Regions from separate parts of the Mus musculus genome. Here region 2 is linked to region 1. The links are chromatin contacts, called in public promoter capture Hi-C maps. All regions are on one chromosome and are shown on one strand. Each heading gives the region's core, a stretch centred on a gene start, on an enhancer-like site or on the middle of the called end of the contact. The rest is flanking DNA. Distances are from core to core; before and after follow the strand shown.

The links. Capture Hi-C pulls out chosen DNA fragments and counts their contacts.
Region 2: a promoter capture Hi-C map of pancreatic islet shows a contact between it and region 1. The contact joins two enhancer-like sites. A contact is called at or near these places in 2 of 39 promoter capture datasets (the C10 cell line and macrophages), 1 of 484 Hi-C or Micro-C datasets (Th1 cells), 1 of 115 datasets of contacts at active chromatin or transcription factors (CD8 T cells) and 3 of 9 other capture datasets (adipose tissue, embryonic stem cells and pancreatic islet).

The regions. Positions count from the first base shown.
Region 1 is chr10:75,229,386-75,236,872 of GRCm38.p6, reverse strand. It overlaps Specc1l (sperm antigen with calponin homology and coiled-coil domains 1-like), which reads right to left. Exons shown (of 16, transcript NM_153406.3): 2 at 6,002-6,191. The coding sequence starts at 6,154. Among named protein-coding and RNA genes, the nearest start is that of Specc1l, 21 kb to the right of the region's middle. Within about 2 kb of position 4,027, at least 38 of the 459 cell types and tissues checked have an H3K27ac peak or open chromatin away from gene starts, as enhancers often do. A contact at or near this core is called in pancreatic islet, where this site is marked.
Region 2 is chr10:75,299,557-75,307,043 of GRCm38.p6, reverse strand. All of the region lies in intron 13 of Specc1l (sperm antigen with calponin homology and coiled-coil domains 1-like), which reads right to left. Among named protein-coding and RNA genes, the nearest start is that of Adora2a, 14 kb to the left of the region's middle. Within about 2 kb of position 3,408, at least 105 of the 459 cell types and tissues checked have an H3K27ac peak or open chromatin away from gene starts, as enhancers often do. A contact at or near this core is called in pancreatic islet, where this site is marked.

The DNA of each region.
Region 1 (7,487 bases), core at 2,778-5,277:
TAAAGGACCATTACTGACTGTTTACAATTAAATAGTTTAAGAAAAAGTGTGTGTGTGTGTGTGTGTGTGTGTGTTTGCACATGCATATAGGAGGAAATGGTGAACCCATAATAAAAATTAATTTGTGATGAGTCTTAGTAAAGAGTACACTGTGGAGGGCTTGAGAGTTGGCCCAGTGGTTAAGAGCACTGTTGACTTGGGTTCAATTCCCAGCACCCACATGGAGGTTCACCGCTTCTTTAGGCACTGGGAATGCATGGGATCACAGATATACATGCAGGCAAAGCAATCATAAACAAAAGCAAAATAAATTAGAAAAAAAAAGTAGAGTCGGGCATGATGGTATAAGCCTTTGAGACCAGGATTTTAAAGCCCGGGTAACATAGAAAGACTATCTCTAAACCAAGGAACAAAGCACACACTAAACATGCTCCATCTCACTCATAACACAGCAGATGTAAAGTGTACCTATTGCACAACCCTTTACCTGGCTCTGAATGGTTAAAATAAAGAGAGTAACAATGTAGCACCCGGGAGAGCAAACTGGTATCCACTCTTGAGAAACAATGTAACCAACCTATTAAAATCCAGCACAGTGATCATACTCTGGTCAGAAGGCTAACAGAAATGAGGCAAAAAGGTAATAAGGATCTCCATAAGAGTGCTCCTAACTGCCTAGCATAATCTCCATCATGGAGAGGCTTCATCCAGCAACTGACAGAAACAGATGCAGAGACCCACAGACAAGCATAAGGCTTAAACAATCCTGTGGAAGATGGGGAGGATCACAGGAGCCAGAGGGGTCAAGGACACCACAAGAAAACCTATAGAATCAACTAACGTGAACCCACAGAGGTTCACAGAGACTAAACAGCCAACCAGGGAGCCGGCATGGGGCTGACCTAGGCCCTCTGCACATATGTTACAGTTGTGTAGTTTAGTGGGACTTCTAACAGTGGGAGCCTGCCTCTGGATGACCCCTTTCCTCCTACTGGGCTGTTTTGTCTAGCCTTAATAGGAGAGGGTATGTCAAGTCTAAAGCAACCTGATATGCCAGGGATGTAGGATATCCAGGAGGCCTCCTCCTTTCTGAAGAGAAGTGGAGAAGGAGTGGATGGAGGAGTGTGGGTCAGAGGGGAGGGGGTGAAGGGGGGAGGAGAGGAGGGAGGGGAAACTTCGCTGGGGATGTAAATAAAATAAGAGGTGGAGGCGGAGGAGGAGGAGGAGGAGGGAGAAGGAGGAGTGGGGAGGAGGAGGAGGGAGGAGACTGCTCCCAGCAATATGGTCTTAAGTCTGAAAGTCACTCAACAATCTGCCAGATGAGTAAACTAAGGTCTAGCAATCACATGGATTACTAACTAGCAACAAGTAACTTCTGTTGTTTCCAACAGTATGGGTAAAACACCCAACATATATAGTAAGAACAACATTTATAGTTACATTCATATAAAAACCAAAATTAGAAGTTAGTTTCTGGTGCTGACATCTAGGGCAGTAATCACTTCTAAGGGGCACCACCGAAAGAAGCTTCTGAGAAGCAGGGGTGTCGTTTCTTGACCTGGGTGGTGGCTGCAGGGCACATTCACTGCACAATGGTCCACTAAGTTCAGTTTATGCTTCAAGAGCATCTGCCCATGCAGCTACACAGCCATGTAAAAACAACCCCAAACGGCCCTGGCTGTGCTTTCCGACTTGCCTTGTAAACTACTTGTACACTCACTGCTGTTTTTCCCATTGCTTCTAATTGTGCTACAAAAATTACATCTGTAAATAGATGTATTATATCCCTTAGATATATGTTCCCACAGATATTCCCTATCAACAATATCCCAAAGATATGAAATTGACAGATGAACACACTATGAATACATCTTTAACAACAAATGCAAGATTCAATTAATTTGGCAAAAAGACTGAAGACACAGAGTGAAATCCTACATAATACTACATACATCTCACGGTCAAGTCTAAATTTTCCAGTCTGCATATTTTCCTCAAATTTTAAGATCACTTTCCAAATTTTACATTTCAGAGGTGAACTATCACACTGTTAACTTTCACTCTCTCCCCTGTCCTGCCCTGCCCTGCCCCATGTGTGTATTCCTGTGTATGCCTGCTCGTGTGTGTGTGTGTGTGTGTGTGTGTGTGTGTGTTGCATTAGGGATCCACCCAGGGCCCTTTCCATACTACACAAGCAACCTATCACTAAGCTATAACTTTTATACTAAGAAAAATCATAGAAAAGTATAATCATAAATAATTACAGAGTACTATCAGTTATTTAACTGAATCTTACTGGTTCCCATCCATCAATTTTTACAAAAATAAAAACAAAACAAAGCCAAAAACCAAAACAACGCCATTCAGTATAATGGGAACCCTGTTGCTTCCTCAGGGACTATGACTAACTGATCAGCAGCACACTGGAAGAAGACAGCACTGAGCCCACCTCAGCACAGACAAGTGTGAGGACGGGCTCCTCCATCTCACTGGGGAGAGCTATAGCTGCTCACTTTCCACCACCACATCTCTGTGTCGCGGACATCCTCCTCCAAACTCTTTAACTACCGCTGGCATCTGAAAGGAGACACTAGAAAAGTTCAAGTGATTTTACCCTTGACACAGTGAGAAAGGGGTCATGGGAGTGGTGGTCAGTGATGAGTTTGTGAAGAGGAAGTACGTACACATGATAGGTAAAGTATTAAAAACAACACTTCATCTATCCTGCCACCAATCAATGCTCCTATAGATACAGGGATGAAAGTCATGGGAGGTTTGTGCCAGACTGAACTTCAGTAACTCTGAAAACCAAGACGTAACAAGTCAGAGAGGTCTGACCTCTTCTCTTTTAGTAGTGCTAGAGATGGCACCTTAGGCACAGCACACGCTGGGTGAGTATTTGACCACTGAATTGAATTCCAAGAGCCCAAGCCTCAAAGCCCTTCTTTAAAGGTTTCCCTTTTTTTTTGGCTTATTTTTACTTTTTCACTTTTTCTTTCCTGTCTTGTCTTCAATTTCAGATCAACAACAGCTTTCTTCTTAGTGACAGTAACTGATCCTATAGGCAAAGTGTTCCCAAGAGTGTGACAGCTGATACTCCTTACTCCAAATCTGCCTATACCCTCAACACACATGCACGTACACTCATACAGGCCTGCTAATGTAGCAAAGCCTCAAGCAGGAACAGCTGCTGTGCTAGACAGTGTAAACAGTGTAAACTGGGCAAACAATTTTGCTTCACAATGGAAAAGTACTCACTGGTCAAGACCAAACTATCAGCGGCTCCAGATCCACACCTCAGATGTGACAAGCCTACTCAGTGCACACACCTCAGATGTGACAAGCCTACTCAGTGCACACACCTCAGATGTGACAAGCCTACTCAGTGCACACACCTCAGATGTGACAAGCCTACTCAGTGCACACACCTCAGATGTGACAAGCCTACTCAGTGCACACCAGATCCACACCTCAGATGTGACAAGCCTACTCAGTGCACACCAGATCCACACCTCAGATGTGACAAGCCTACTCAGTGCACACCAGATCCACACCTCAGATGTGACAAGCCTACTCAGTGCACACCAGATCCACACCTCAGATGTGACAAGCCTACTCAGTGCACACCAGATCCACACCTCAGATGTGACAAGCCTACTCAGTGCACACCAGATCCACACCTCAGATGTGACAAGCCTACTCAGTGCACACCAGATCCACACCTCAGATGTGACAAGCCTACTCAGTGCACACCAGATCCACACCTCAGATGTGACAAGCCTACTCAGTGCACATACCACAGTAAGTCTGACACGGAGCCCAGAGAAGGCAAGCGGGGTACACATCCAACACCAACACTTCAACCTGTTCTCCCAGTCACATAAACAACAGGTCACCTGTCACACAGGTGGTGTGTACTCCGAAGACAGCCCCAGCAACTAAGTAACCAGTTAGGTCAGAACATGTCATCTCTCTTACATGAAAGAGTCACAACACTGCCACCAAGAAAACACTTCAGGGTGTTGATTCAGAACAGCGGAAGTAGGGCAAAGGGCATTGCTGGCACCATCCTCCAGGCCACAGGATGACAACTAGCCACTCATCAAGGATATTGTAAGGAAAAATTGAGGGCCCCACACCCACTGAATCAGCACAGGTTCAGTGTTAACAACCTTGAAATACAAAACAGCATTTCCTGCTACATCTTTCAGAACTTACATGGAAGTCCCACAGAAGCTATTCTTCTGAAGTACTTTTAAAATCAATTAATCTGCAATCTACAATCCTCTGTCTGGAAAAAAGGCTGTTGGAGAATTCAGGCCATGCTTTGTTTCTCCTTGTCTGTTGGACTAGCTGACAGTGTCTATCCCAAATATCTCACGCTGAGCAAAGCAGCAGGCAAGTAAGTAAGTAGACTGTGAACTGGAAGGGCTGAAGACGGTGTGGCTCTGTATGAACTAAGAGTTGCATGTGGTGATGTGCACTTGTAACCTTGGCACCTGGGGAGCTGAGAGAGGAAGACTACAGGGAACCTGAGGCCAGCAGGACCCTGTCTCACAATAATAAGAAGACATTCTAAAAAGTGGAGGTGGAAGACAATGGCTCAGCAGGCAAAGACGCCTCACACCAAGGCTGACAACCTGAGTCAGCCCTCTCTCACTCCCACAATGTGGCATGAAGGTACACACATGCATGTTCATGTGCAAGACAGACAGACAGCAATCTAATTCTCTGAATGGCCCAAACCAATACAGAACACACACATCAAGAGTGAGAACACCCCTGGAAAACTGCTATGTTCCCCAAATCAAATCAATCCTTGGCTAAAAAGATTCAACAACAAACCCCTGCTACCACCTGCCATGTACTAAGTCCTTGATCTGTGCTGTCCACTTGTAATCTCTCTTTTAATTATGGCCATGCCCTTTGAAGCCATGTTCTTATCTCTCTGACCCCAAAGACTCTGGTCTCATTGCAATTCTACACTAAAAAAGAATACAGTCTCTAAAGAAAATTAACTATGCTCTTACTAATTAAAAACCCAATGTTAACTATGACTAATATTGGACTAATATTTGAAAAGAACAGAAATTTATGCTGCAATTTAGGCCTTGTGGCACACACTTTTTATATATGAGCATTTTATCTGTATACATATATGTGTACCACTTATGTGCCTGGTACCCATGGAAGCCGGAAGAGGATGTCTTGATCCCTGGAACTAGGGTTATACACAGTTATGAGTCACCATGTGGGTGCTGGGAATTAAACTCTGGTCGTCTGGAAGAGCAGTCGCTGCTCTTCACCACTAAGCCATTTCCCTAGCCCTGTGGTTACAGACCTTTAACCCCAGCACTCAGGAAGCAGAAGCAAGCAGAGTTCTAAGCTCAGGGCCAGCATGATCTACAGAGAGTTTCGGTACAGCCAGAAACTATAGGGCTATGCAGAGAAACCCTGTCCCAAAAAAACCCAAAAACAAACAAAGAAACTGACGATGTAAAAGTGCGTGTCAGAGGACAAAAACCACTGCCAACAAGTCACAGGAATATGACAGCCAGTCATCCTTTAACATATGTCTCATCCCCTCGTTTCACAAAGCCTTCCTGAACTAGGAGCAGTATGCACCATCCACACTGTCTACTGTCCCTTGGGCATTTGACATGAAACACAGGTGGTTCATGTACTCCTACACGCATCTCTCGGCCGCCATTCACTTCTCAAACTCCCTGAAGGCAGACTCTACCTCTGGCTCACCTGTACATGATTCCCTGTATAAAGCAGGCACTTGGTTATTTTCTTTATACAGAGCCTACTGTTAAGTTTCATTCGTACAGATAGACCAAAACACCAATTAAGGTTACCCTGCTGAAAGATCTCCTCAAAGACTGTGTTCCTAGTACTAGCAGAGAGTGAACCCCAAATTATATTCATTTAATAAATTCAACATATTTAAATACATGCCTAAAATCCACTGCATATTCAAATACAGCTACGTGAATACCTTTGACAAGGCTGCTGCTGCCCCAGGCCTCACAGGCTTGACTCCTGTGGGTGCTGAAGAGCTGTTCTCAGGCTTGCTTTTCTCTACTGTTTGCGGTTTGCTTATCCCAGACACCTTAGGCACTGAGCCAGCACTCCTGTTTGCTTTCTTCATTCTGGGCTGCCTCTTGGTGATGCATTTACAACCAAACCTGTGGGAAGAATAGAAGAGGCATCATGTTGAAAAGAAAACGACAAAGCAGCTCTTTAGAAATTATTTCTGAAAATTTCCACGACATGATAAAAGTATCTGAAAGACAGATGTCTCAATAACAAAACAAAAATGTTGGCAATCTTTCAGTTCACTTATAGAAGCTAATACTTTACAGATTTATAATGTGTGTCCTAACCCATTCAGGAGACAGAACACCTTATACCATGTGCTGGCTAGTTCCCATCAGGGCAAACTCCAAATCCTGTGGCTGTGCCCAGTGTCAAAGGGAGTACTTGGCTAGCTCCTTCCTCCTAGCTTTGCTAGCGCACACACTCTGTCTTGGGCGTCCCCACTATGCACTCTGTATCCCCATGAGCACCCCCACCACCTGCTTTCAGTCTCCCTGTGGGCACCCCCTGGCTCACGAACATTCTGTGGCCCCTAACACAATCTAGGCATGACTTTCACATCTTCACAAAATGGCCTCTCAAGGCCTCCATGCAGGGTCTCCACTGCCACGTGCCTGCCTATACAGCTCTCCTTAACTGTGGAATCCATACGCTTTACTCTTCTCTCCTTCAGAGTTCTAAAGCCAGAACCACTGCCTGAAACTGCCAAGTTTGACAATTTACTTTAGATGGAACCTGGCCCCTCCTTGAATTACATTTGCATAAATGTGCCTTTGTAGTTGCTTTTAGGTAAAGGAAATCCCTCAGACTTTTTCCTTTCACAAATTGCAGGATTAGTTGGGTGGCATCTTGCCCTGAGGGCACTACTCCCTTTAACATCAGGTTTATCTTTCAGCACACACCTTAGTTCCAACATCTAATTTCCAGGTGCTCTTTTTCTTCTCAAAGTGTACATTCTGTCGTTTCTTTTTTGTCCTGTTTCTTCTTTCTCAATGTAGATCTGTACTGAGTGATCAGTAATACCCACAGGACAGAGACAATATTAAGCTGTCTTGAAATCTCTCTGCCAACAAAAGTTGCCCAAAACTTTTTTCAGTTTAGCCAAGGCTGCAGTGAAATCGCAGGATGCAGCGCAGGTGGGTGCTGCTAGGAAGCACGTTTGACTCTGAAACAAGGTGTCCTTGTACATTCAGACACCTGCACTGCAGCCCACATGGAGGGCAGCACAGTTTTAAGAAGCCATGCTCTAACCAATCTGCATCCCCTAAACATCTGCCTGCAGCTGCTATGAAGAACAGAGTGAAGGGCCACAGAGCACAAGCCCGGGTATGAGGACATGGCCACGGGAATGCCCTTACTGCTGCAGCTTTTCACTGCCTTGATCT
Region 2 (7,487 bases), core at 2,159-4,658, 71 kb before region 1:
TCATCCTACCCACTTACCTACCAGTTGTAGAACTGTGTTCCTGCCTGGCAAAGCCTGGCCCTGAGACATAATCTATAAGCTGCTCCACACATGGAAGGCCTCTCCAAGGCCTGCTGTGGTAACAATACAGACTGCCAGATGTGAACGACAACCAGTGAGAGTCTTCTTGTTTAGTAAAGCATTTAAAAGGTCTTCAAGCTAGGCAAGTGGCCCACACTTGTAATCCTGGTATTCAGGCAGACTGTGAGTTCAAAGCCAGCTTGTAAGACATACAGCCATTGTAAGACTCTGACAAACACCAGCAACACTGAGGACTCTCCTATCTGCCTGCAGATTGTGTAAAGAGCTGCAGAGATTTGGCTTTGGTGAATAGTCTACATGAGAGTGGGGTTTTTTTTTGTTTTTTTTGTTTTTTATTACACTTCTGCTCACTCATGCTCCTCTAAGGAACTCCAATAAACTCCCATCCTTCTAGCCACTGTGCATCTCAGAAGTATGCATACACAGACGAAAATGTGTTCTGTACAGGGACTGACCTATACACTAATGGTGTAAAGTACCCCAAATCCATCAGGCCTTGGCACACACTTTATGAAAAGCCCCTTGTTTCACATCTCAGTTTATTGCATGCCACCTTCAACTGCATTAAGAGTCAGCCTCCTGAGGCAACAAGGTCCATCCAAGTTCACTATGTGCGGCAGACCACGCAGCTCTGAGGACCCTCCATAGCTATATGGAGCTACAGGTTCACAGCTGGCAAGGCTCTTTACCACTGTCACTTCTTTTTATAAAAGGACAGAGCCTAAGAACACTGGAGACCAAGCTCTGAGCTGGGAGGCTGTCCCCATGCTGGCCAGTGTCTCACAGAGTTACATGGTTCCTTCATGGAACAGCATGGGGCCAAGCACTCATCAGGCACACCACCAAGTGCATTTTCTTGTCCCATCTGTGTGCATAGAGCACTGACCTCTGGCAGCACCTTCACCAAACATACCTTGCTAAGTGCAGAGGCTCCTATAGCAATGGATAACCTGACCACTTGTTGTTTCCCACTTCTCCAGTTGACATCAACCGTTAAAAACTTGTATGGAGAAGGAATCTGACCAGGCTTGGAAGGATGGGTGGTATAAGCTGACATTGGCCAAAGTGTTACACCTGAACAGCAACTGAAAGGTGCTCCCACCCAGTGTGAACAGCAATTGAAGGGCGCTCCCACCCAGAGTGAACAGCAACTGAAAGGTGCTCCCACCCAGAGTGAACAGCAACTGAAAGGTGCTCCCACCCAGAGTGAACAGCAACTGAAGGGCACTCTCACCCAGAGTGAACAGCAACTGAAGGGTGCTCCCACCCAGAGTGAACAGCAACTGAAGGGCACTCCCACCCAGAGTGAACAGCAACTGAAAGGTGCTCCCACCCAGAGTGAACAGCAACTGAAAGGTGCTCCCACCCAGTGTTCACTGGTATCTTTCTTCCCCAAATGCCTGGGTCTGATTAGAAGCCTCTGTCTTGGTACCATACTAACCAATTTTCTGTTCTGGCCATTTTTCCCCTCCCCTCCCCACAGTCTCTGCTCTGGCTAATAGCTACTACACCCAAGGGGTTTCTGATGATATTCTAGTCACCTTGAAATAAATGGTGTGTAACAGTTGCCAATAGAAGAAAGACACCTCCCCTCCCAGACATAGATGTGTAGGCATACACTCATGTGTAATTACCTCTCTGTCTCTTTTCTCATCTGAATCTTAGCACGTAGCCATCTAAGGTGGCCAGCTCCATCTGAGGAAAACTGGGACTTAGGAGATGAAACACTAACCCAGGGTTCTCTGCGGCAGAAGAGATCACAGGAACTGGAGACTTTGTCTCAAACACTAAAAAAGAAGCCTCTAAGTCTTGCTTAGCTGAAGTTTTCTATTACTGTCATTTTTGCAGCGCTGGGCTGGGAATCCCCACAAATGCTAGGCCTTGCTCTACCACTGGGCAGCTCACCCTGAAACAGTCTTAAAAGAGGGTGGTAGCTTGAGAGTTAGTTCTCACTGCTGGTAGCTTTCCTATTTGGTACGTAAGACAAAGAATGGGCCCGGCGTGATGGCCAGCATGGTATACAAGGCCCAGTATAAGATGAAACTGAAAGGTCTTTTGTTTACAGAATGCCAAGGAGCAAAGTCCACTAAAGGGACTACAATGAAAAGAAAAAAGGAAAAGGAAAACCCCTTTCCATGCTTCCAGGACTTGCATCCAAGTGACTGAAGCAGAAGCTGAGGCACAGGCCTTGTCAGACAGCAGGGCAGGAAGTGTCTTAGTGACATGCAGAGCTCTGAGCTTGCAGACCAGTGGCAGTATCTCACTCCAGGTCACTGAGTGCTGGAAAAAGACAAACCTCTTCTTCCTGTGTCGGTGCCCCCTTTCGCTCCCGAGGACACAGCAGTTCTCACAGGGCTGTGGACGTGCCTGGCTTCACTGCGCCTCACAGCAGAGGCTCCTACACCCCAGCTGCCTGGCTAAGGCTGGCTTCCTCCAGACAAACCCCACCCTGCTGGGGGAAAAGCTGCTGGTGCCTCCTTACCCTGTTCCTCCCCTCAAAATAGACACAGGATACGGCTCCTGGATGGAGCAAGGGTTCCAGGTGAGAGGTGCTTTTGATAGTTGATAGCATTTCAGATGAAAATCAAGCTGGCTGAGGCTTGAGCTCTTCCCCCCCCCCCCCGTGGCCGGAGATGAGCTATTTAAGTAAGGTGACCAAGGACTATGAGTCCATTAAGCAGTGAACCCAAGGAACCAGCTCAGACCTGCTTCCAAAAACTCCCGAACACAGTGAGGAACGGTGCTAGGCCTGGGCATGGGGTGCTCCTTAGGAAGCGGGGAAGCCCACAAGCCTGAGAGAGCAGGTCTCCTGGCTCCAACCACTATTGCTATTTGTAGTGAACAGGGCTGAAAGTCTTGCTACAAATGTCTGCAAACACTAAACTGGCTTGCAAAGGGGGAGGGGGGGAAAAGCTCAGTGCTAGAAACAGAAGAGGGGAAGCCCCCACCCACGTGTCCACATGTGAAGCTCTTCATGACATGGTTATGACAGTCCAGTGATATCATGACAAGATTTGTAAGCAGCTTGGAGAAGAAACACACTGAATAATAAAAAGTCATACCATGTTACCAGAGAAACAGCTTTTCCCTTCATCACCCATGCCCAACGGCTCCTCCCTGCAGATGCTACCATCTGTTCCTAAAGCTAGACTGTGAGTGGGCTCCAGGTTGGCAGGATGGGTGGGAAATCCTGGGGCCTTCACCAAGTCTGTTGCCACCAGAAGCAACCTCTCACTGTCTCTTTTACAGTCCGGATGACGGAGTGAAGCAGGCACAGTCTGATGTTCTGCCTCTGCAGGTACAAAGCTAAACACCCTCCCTCAGGTCAGCAGCAAAGGCAGCCAGACTTGTCTGCAGACCGCTGTTCTATATAGTCAGTCCTGTTGTCACTTCACCTGCCCACGGTGGCCAAACAAAACGGCACCTGTGGTTTTCTTGGCAACTGGTTGGTATAAACTTAAACTGTTTGTGACTCAGAAAAACCCAACTCAACACCACTGTGTGAAGCTTGTAGATGGGGGAGGAGGGCCAGGCCTCACATTTCCTGAACACGTAACTGATAGCAGCTGTCCCAGGCTTCAGGAAAGTAGATATATAAATGTCAGTCCACTCTGATGGTGAACCACTAAGCCTTTAGGAGACACCTGAAGAGTCTGAGTTGTCTATTCACTACAAAGAAGCAGGTACTAACAAATCCAATCTATCATCATTTGTGCCACAACAGCAAGATGAGTATGGCCTCCTCAAGTGGCTCTGTTTTCTGCAGGCCTAAAATAAGGCTTTATGAGCTTATCATAGAAACATTAAAGAAAAGAAAGACACAAAGGGAATGGCCAGGGAAAGGGGAACGAATCTGGAAGGAGCTGTATGTATGTGTGTTGGGGTGGTGGTGGTGGTATTATGATCAAAACACATTGTATGGAAGTCTCAAAGAACTAAATAGAAGGTAAAGGGGATTTGACTGACAACCTGAGGAGACAGTGATGACCTCAGGTCCGCACCTAAACTCGAGCTTACACGTGAGCCAGCACCAGGACCGGGAACTGTACCTGCTAGATGACGAGAGAGGAGGGGTGCTGGATGCAGTTGCTCTGAGGATCATTTACCCATTCCACGGACCCTCACCTGAGGCCAGGCCCTGGAGTAAAATAGAAGCCCACATGTGGACCTGACATAGTCTAGGGCCAACAGAAGGTTGCCCAGTGAAGTGTGGTTGGGTGGACTCCAAAGAGCCAATGGGAGCTGGCAGGCTGGGGCTGTGTTAGGGGGCTGCTGACTGTAGAGGCCTGTGGCAGCAGAGAAAAGGGAGTCAGGTTATGGATGTATGTGGGAGCTGAAGTAAATCCACGTGGAAACAGGTTAAATACATAAAAGGGAAGTGCATGGAGTGCCAAGGGTAGCCCTTAGCTTCTCTTGGCAGAACCAAACACCCGTAGTGACCTTCACAGAAGCAGAATTAACTGGGCACAGGGTTTGCACATACAAGGAGGTACATTCTGAGTGTGTTAACTTTAAGGTACTTTGTAAATAGACAGAGGGGGCCTCAAGGCATGGGTGCAGGGGTCATGAGAGAGAATTCAGTGAAAGAGTAAGACCATCGGTGTCCCCAGTGGAATCACCCAGGAGACACTGTGGGGCAGTAAGGGGAAAGGAGACCCTGGAGCTCTCCAAAGCAGTGGACATGCTGACAAAAAGCATTAATGGGGGCATGAAGAGGACCAAAGAACTGAAGAGGAACTTGTACGCAGAGGAAGAGAGTGCTGAAGAGATAAGGGTTGTGGTGCAGCTTGGTGGTAGGAACTTTCCTATCATTGCATGAGGGCCTGGGTGTAATCCCCAGCACCACGTAAATGAATGGAAATACACACAGGCAGAGGGCAAGCAACGCAGTAGTACTGCTCAGAAGCCAAGGGGACAGAAAACCTCTGCACTTATACAGTGTGAGCAGCCACTTGCGAGGCAAGCACAGCACAAAGGCCACTAACCTGCAACAGTGCAACCCTGCCAAGCACTTTCCCACAAAGATCTCCAGTGACATTCCTAGTTTAGAAAGTAGCTTCTGGTGTGTAAGACGAATCCTAACCTTCCAGGGCTGCCCCAGCGATGTGTCTACACTGCAGATGAGGAAGGACTACAGGCTGAGGATGTTACTCCCCAGCCCTACACGACAGCCGATCCATGTGTGTGGACATAGGTCTGAAGGCAACTTGCAAGAGCTGGCTCTCTCTTACCGTGTGAATCCCAAGGATCAGAATTAGATCATCACGCTGGGCAGCAAATACTCCTACCTACTGAACCATCTCACCATCCCCCAAAATAGTGCTCACAGGCAACACTGCCAAACGCTCGGCAGGTTCCTATCACCTACATCAGGCAGCCCACAAGTCCCTTCGCACCTCTGCCTTCCTCCCGCAGTCACAAGCACTTACCCACACACATACACACAATTAAAATTAAGATAAATCTTGGGGTTGGTTCAGCTTTTAAGCGCATGTGCTGTTCTTCCGAAGGACCCAAGTTTGGTTCCCAGCACCTACATCAGGCCTCTTACAACTGCCTGTGATTCTAGCACATTCAATGCCTCTGGCCTCCATGACAGCTGCACTCAACTGTACGTATGCCACACACACACACACACACACACATAATAATAATAAAAAAGATAAATCTTAAAAAAAAAGAAATATCTTAAAGGAACAACAACGAAAGAGAGCAACAGAGGCTGGGCAGGGTGGCAATGGTGCAATCCAGTATTCTAAGGCTGAGGCAGGGAGATGCTGAGTGTGAGGCCAGCCTGGGCAACAGAGTGAGCACCTGCCTCTTAAGCCAACAAACCAAGAGGGAGCTGAGAAATGTACTAGTCGTTATAGCTCCAGTTTTAGTTCTGAATTCAGACTTTGCACTTAGTTTTCCCATCGGTTTTGGGCTTTTCAACTTGGCAGACCAGTTAGTTCTGTGTCTGGAGTAGGACACAGAAACAAGTTTGTGATGTGTCTGTACATAGGAATTCGAGAAAGGTCCAATGAGAGCTCACCTGTGGTGACACAGGAAGCCAAGGCAGGAGGAACCAGGAAAGGCCAGCCTGGGCTACTTAATGAAACTATATCTTTAAAGAGCCACACACAGTTTCATCCAGGAAATGTCTTCAGTGTGAATAGAAAATACTTTTTCCTTGGTTACACGTGATGTTACCTGTCACACTACCTTGGAGGTCCTGGAGCAGAGAAGTCCAGTCCCCTGCCCCTTTACATTTCTATGGCATGAGCCTAGGGGGAAGGCCTGCTAGTGGCCTTCAGATGGGCCTGTCTTCTTACCCCTTCAAGTGCAAGCACTGGGAGTTTAGGGGTAGGATATGAAAGCCAAGACATACATACATCTCTCAATATATTTAAAATGCCACAAAATACTGAAAAGTGGGGACTAGGGAGATGGCTCAGTTAATTGCTTGCCATGTGAACACAAGGACTTAAGGTCCTAGCACCCACACATTGCTGGGAGCAGTGGCATGCGCCTGTAATCCCAGCATTGGGGAGACAGAGACAGAAGGATCCCTGAGGCTTGCTAACCAGGCAGGCCATCTAGCCTAGCTGTTGAGTTCCAGGATCAGTGAGAGACCATTATAGGTTCAGAATAGGGTGGAAAGCAATGAAAGAAGATACCTAGCATAGACCTCTGGCTTCCATATGCATATACACACAGGTATAGACAAACAGGTGCGCACACACTCACACACACTCTCATACACACTCATATATACTCATACACACACACACACACACACACACACACACACACACAAATTTAATTAAGGACCACAGAATATACCCCTAAAGATCACATGTTCTTTAAAAAGCTATTAAAGGTCTGATCTATTTAAGGAAATGCCATTTTATGGGCAGCTGGCAAGACGCCAGAGGGCATGATTCATCTTTCATCATCTACTTCCGTATGCTCTTGGCTATGGAAAGCAGAATCTGCAGACCACACGTGGTACAGCCATCTTCACCAGCAAACAGTTTTGCGGTATAAAGTGAAAAAAACCCAAAAAACAAAAAGCAAAAAACCAACCAACCAAAACCCCCAAACTACAGCAGGAGCAGGAGTGAGTTACTCCAGGTACCTACCTTCATGCTGGGGTGGGGCTTGCAGGTTGTTTGGGAGCCTGGGTATGATATGCTAGGTGGTGTAATTTATTACAAAAAAAAAAAAAAAAGTGAAAAGAATCTCTTTCTAAATCCCTCCCAGTAGGGCCCAGGGGAGATGGGAGAGTCTTGTGCTACTGTGCCCTTTCCTTTCTGAACTGAACCAAGCTGCTGTAAGGTAGGGGAAAGAAGATGCACCATGAAGTCCAGATGTTGGGCCCCGCTGTCACAGTCTGAATATAAACGATCCCCACAGGCTTGTTT